Regions from separate parts of the Xenopus tropicalis genome. Here region 2 is linked to region 1. The links are chromatin contacts, called in public Hi-C maps. All regions are on one chromosome and are shown on one strand. Each heading gives the region's core, a stretch centred on a gene start, on an enhancer-like site or on the middle of the called end of the contact. The rest is flanking DNA. Distances are from core to core; before and after follow the strand shown.

What was found. A called contact is a pair of places that touch in the nucleus more often than the background predicts.
Region 2: a contact with region 1 is called in a Hi-C map of neurula embryo, with 2.9 times the contacts expected there. The contact joins the promoter of map4k5 here to the promoter of cdkl1 in region 1. A contact is called at or near these places in 3 of 5 Hi-C or Micro-C datasets (brain, neurula embryo and tailbud embryo).

The regions. Positions count from the first base shown.
Region 1 is chr8:92,773,494-92,776,339 of UCB_Xtro_10.0, forward strand. cdkl1 (cyclin-dependent kinase-like 1) reads left to right here and starts at 1,420. Exons shown (of 10, transcript XM_012969555.3): 1 at 1,420-1,535.
Region 2 is chr8:93,017,310-93,020,155 of UCB_Xtro_10.0, forward strand. map4k5 (mitogen-activated protein kinase kinase kinase kinase 5) reads right to left here and starts at 1,363. Exons shown (of 32, transcript NM_001142049.1): 1 at 1,076-1,363. The coding sequence starts at 1,186.

The sequences.
Region 1 (2,846 bases), core at 170-2,669:
TTATGCAGAAGGGATCTTAAATAAAAAGACAAGGAATTTTATCAATATAAAATTGCCAAAGATCCCTGTTCTATACATTCTCCCAAAAATCCATAAAAACCTAGAAAATCCCCAAGCCAATTGATTATATCAGGGGTGGGCTCCATTGGAAGCAATATTGAAAATGATGTTGATATCATACATTTGCTAAAAACTGTGACATGGCAACTGCACTTTTATTTAGTGACAGTGGATGTATGCTCACTGTACACTATTATACAATATAACATAGGCTTAGAACTTTCTAAATTAGGAAACAGGAATACCAGAAGCCCAGAAACATGTTAAACAGGAAAGTATAAAATGTATAAATGAAGAAATGTAGCTTAAGTATAAAGCAGGGTTCACCTTTAGTAAGAACCGTGTAGCATGCAAAACAACTAGCTGCATAAGAACAGTTAAAAAGGAGTTTATGGCATCATCTAGTGGGAGAATTACACAGTAAAACATCCATTGAATAGTAACATGAGAAATATAGCTTACCCCCTACAATATTCTTGTGGAAAACAATATGTGGGGAGAACCAAAAAGGCAAGACTGGGGGAGCATATACGAAATATAAAAAAGGGGTATATGAAACATTACCTAAACAAACATTTTGCTAGGGTACACAATGAAGACTCCACTGGCCTTATACAGTATATTGAAAAGGAGGAGACTTAAAAAAGAGGCTTTTGCAGAGGACATTGGTACCTCAGGGGACAATCTGAGTAGGATCCTTAACCTATAATACCAGTAGAGGGTGGTAAAGGTGCAAAGCCTCTGATGAAGTGAATTGTATACAATGAACGAGTTAGGATAGTTCTCAGGATTTTACATGTAAGTTTGGATATGTAAGCTTGTGTCAAATTGATTACAATTCTCATCAGTATATTGTGGTTCTTGAGCTACTTGAGTGATTGTTTGGGAGTGCTGTGAGTGGAGGCAGGAGAGCATTAGGACCTGGCAGGCACCAGGAGGGAAAGTCGGAAGGGAAGTTGGGAGGAATGTAAGAAGTCTGATATACTATAAACCCTGTCTGATTTTGTTTTGGAGGGAGTACAAGTGGAGGAACAGAACTTACTTATACAGTACATAACTGCACTTGGACTTCGGATCATCCGGAAGTGAATGCTAACAGACTGTGTATATCACTCACTTAGAAACTTTACGTTTTTTGAGAACTGTAAACATCTACCAAATAAATATTTATATGTGGAGTTTTCAAGGATTTGTTAGGAGCGCTGTGTACTTCTCCTTTCCGTGTACCTCTCATGCGCTGCTGCTGCTGCTACCTACAGTAACATCGAGCTGGATGCAGGAGCAGAACCCAGTGCTCTGACTGGTTACTCACTCAAGGGGGCGGGGTCTATAGTTGCTATGGGCACTAAGAGCAGGCCCGGTGTCCAGAAGGGAGAGTGCAGTCAGTGTTGGGGCTGAAAGCGAACAGGTGGAAGGTATTTGGGAAACACAGGAGCCAGAGTGTTGTGACCCTCCGGCATCACAGCAAGATCCAGGTAACTGTACTGAGAGTGCACCCTTTCCTGCTGCCTCTGAATGCTGACTGGCAGGGCCGTGCTTTCATTCATATAGAGTGCTCCTAGTCCGACTGTGCCTAGCTCTAATGTGTTCCATGCTTTCTGTTGGGGATGGGGGGGTTATGTATTGCAGTCTCTTACATTTCAGTTTGTAAAAGTAACCGCATAGGAAAGCATTCTTTTTCTGTCCCTTTCTGCACTGCTGGTGGTACTGTATGCCATGAAGCAATGCAGCACAAGTCAGCTCTTCACCTCCTTCACAGGGCTATAAATCAGCTGGCTTCTGCTGCATTGTTTCTTATGCAGGGGGGAAGACTATGTCAGCCCAGCAGCAGCATCCCAGTAACAGCCTTATCTCACCAGTCTGCAAGGTTGTAAAACAACAATTAGAGAACTACATAAAATCGTAACATACCTATTACATAGAATAAATATATATTCATGCCAGTTGCTCTGTGCTGGTGTCACATGTGGCATTGTTTGCTCCAGCGTATTGATGCCTCCATGTGTGACACCAGTCGTACCAATAGCTAGGAGTCTGGGACTAAAAAATACTTAGAATGGAAATTTTTCTGTTGTTGTCATCACTATTCCAACTGGCATAATCTTACCCACAGTTATCAGGTGTAAATGTTTTACAGACAAGTGACCCTTTAACCATGTACGTATGCCAAGTACACCATAATGTTATAGTTCTATTATTGTTATTAGTGCAAATAGTGACAACTTTGTTGTGTGTACAGAATTCCCCCATACAGCTTTATTTTGTGGTGCTGATATTATCAGTCATCAGTTTCATGTCATTCCCAGGTGTTGCCATGGATAACTGAAGTGATATATTTTAGCCCCAATGTTAGTAAATACATTCCAGTATGCTTCTTGCTGATCTGTTGCTGTTTATTTAAGTGAGGTTGGGGATTTTTATTGATTTCATTATTTGTTTAATACTTGTTAAATATTCTTGTATTAAGTTTGTAAGGATGGACCTCTTCACATAAATCTTATCCTAGTTGTCAGTGGGGCTCAGTTGATGTCTGATTAGAAACTTTTGTTATTATATTTATAATATTTGTATGCAGGGGACGCGAGACAAGTAAACAGTGCCATATCATGTGGTTCTACATAAGCCCATTATGCTGAGTACAACACATTATTATTACAGAAGATACAATTAACTGACCAATAACATTTAAAGGGGTTGTTCACCTTTGAGTTAACTTTTAGCATGATGTAGAGAGTAATATACTAAGACAGTCTGCAGTTGGTCTTAATTTTTATTTGTAGTTTCAT
Region 2 (2,846 bases), core at 113-2,612, 240 kb after region 1:
AGATCTTCTCAATAAGCCCTGTCACACAGATAACACTTATAAGCAAACATAAATGCTGTAAAAATACAAGTCTATGACACATTTAAAGTCCTTGAACAACTACAGTCAATGTAAGCATTATTAAACACTGCAGCCCTACCTGAAATTGTCTCTAACTAAGGAGCTCTTGTTTATAACCAAACCAGATAGATCTGTATATCATAACCTAAACCTAGATTCTAACCCTAACCCACCACATTAAAGCCAGTCATTGTAGAAGTGGTGGTACGTGTGTTAACTCTGCAAAGTGAAAGCAGTTTGGCCATTAAGCCTATGGTACTGCTGAAGTTGACTAGCCTGAACAGGCCAACCAAAAAGCTTTTAGAACATTATCAAGTGCATTAGCCAATTTAAAAATGCAGAGAGAGCATGACAACTGAATTGAATTTGGAAATTCACTTGTGTGGTCATATTGCACTGATATCCAGCGGGAGCCCAACTTGGGAAGCTGGATGGGCAAACACACAGGAATTTGTAAAGTTATAGTACTAGAGCCCATAAACAGCATTTACCAGAACAGGCAAAAAGTTTTAATAAGCTCAGTCTGCTTCATGCTCAAACCACCCAATCATACATGCATAATTATATTGGATAGCAGGAAAATAGGAACTACTGCCCACTGAAATAACTTATGCTTAGGTAGTGAACAGATAGGATGTTCCCACACTGCAGTAGTGACACTCAGGTGAAACAATGTAACTGTAGGACAGGCAAACTTCGGCCCTCCAAACGTTTCTGAACTGCAACCACCAAAATGTTTACCAATGCAGGGAGCAGCAGTGTACTTCAACATAAGTAGCAAATATAGCCTATTTATGCACACAATATGATTATGTTAACATTTTGTAAAGAAGTTGGATGGTGTGTATAAGCAAGATCCCGAAAGAGTCGGGAAACTTGATATTATATAGTACAGTTTGTGTCACTGTAACAGTTAGCTATGGGTTTATAACTTTCGTAGATGAAGCAGAAAGTGAAAATGCAATGTATACTGATGACAGGGCGATAAATATGCAGACAGCAGGCAGATACTCACCTTATATACATCCCCATAGGTGCCGCTGCCAACCCGTTGGACGAGCTCGAAGTCATGCTGCGGGTTCTTGCGGAGGATGTCCGCGCTCGGCCGTACCGCCGCAGATTCCATCATTCACTAGAGGCGGCCGCAGGCTAAGCTCGGCGCGGACAGGAGCTTCTTTCAAAGGTCCGTGGCACCGGCAGTGAGCTTAGCGCTAAGGCATGGCTCCCGTCCCATTTCCTGCAAAGGAACCGGGAATAAACCAAGAGTGTGGCACTGGCACGGGAGGAGGTGGGGGCAAGAACCGAACGCTTGCTTTGGTTTCGAGATGGGATAGTAACTTCTCAGCACCCGGACACTGGGAGGAGGAGGAGGAAGAAGAGAAAGGCACCGCCTTCCCCCTCGGGCCTGCACACCAAACTGGGCCTGGACTGCACGAGCACTGGGGGTGGGGAGGAATACCTGGCCAGGCGCAGGATGGGATGGGGGGGGGAAGACCAGCATATAGCAGGCAACACAGTGACAAGCGCTGCAGGTTTAACAGAAGTTACGATTAAAGTTCCTAGAACGCACAACTAAAGCCACCTGGGCTCAGAAGGAACTTTATGACTCAATAGCGGCCCTGCGTGACAGGCGCTTCCATTGCAGCTGCTCTCTCCCTCTGTACTGCCTTCTGGCAGCAACCTTTATGCCTAATTCCATACAGTACATTGTTTTTATGCTATGTCCCCTAGATATCTGGTCTCCGGGACGTCTGCTCTCCTTCAAAGTACTGAAACAAAGCCCGTTGGTTCAAGAAAGAAATGTTATTGGTCATAGAAAAGCTCAGGCATTATTTTCTGACTCTTGAAACAATGTAGCAGAAGTCTACAGTTATGTGAATCGTGTGCTACATTGTTTTAAGAGTCCTAACAATAGTGCAATCTTTAATAGCAGTTATATTGATAACAATATTTATAGTTACTAATTATTACATATTCTTTCATTAGACAAAATTTTTTTGAGTTAAAGCGCTTGTGATAAATTTCTGCTACTGCAGGTGCCTAATCTCCCTGAAAAGCCTTTTCATTGGCAATAAATTGCAAGTAGAAAGGCCCACGCATTGCTTAGTTTTATTCAAAATAGTGTGGTTTACTTCTGGAGGCAACTTTGCAAAGTGATGGGTAGACCTTTCCACCAGCAATTCTCTTTATAGCCGGTGGAAAGGCTTTTCAGGGAGGTTAGTCACCTGTGGTAGCAGAGATTTATCTCAAGTGACTAATCTCCCTTTGGGACATTAGCCTTAAGGCTAAGGCTGATGCCACACGTAGCGTTTTTACGCTGCGTTTTTTCTCAGCCTAAAAATGCCACACAAGCCACACATCCCCTGACTTTGGTGTTTTTCTGCCTAGTACTGGTGACGTAGCAAATCCCGTTTCCATGGTGCTAATAGTGCAAAATAGTAAAAAACGCTGCATATTTCAGCTAGGTCTGGCATCTGCCTTTGTGTATACATAGGAATAGCTTGCTTTGCAAATACTGGCGTATTTCAGCCAACGCTTGAAAAATCCGTGCTAAGGCGTTTTCTAGCGTATTTCCGCATTGTGTGGTTTGCTTAGAGTCTTTTCAAGTTATTTCTATGGATGATGATACCAGGCGTTTTTCAGCCACTGAGAGAATTAGAAAATACGCAGTGTAAAAACGCCACGTGTGGCATCAGCCTAATGCCAAAACGCTTGCCGAGAATATGCTCCATACACTCAAAAATGCCCCTACCTGTGCTTGCACCCGAATGAATGGAATACACTCT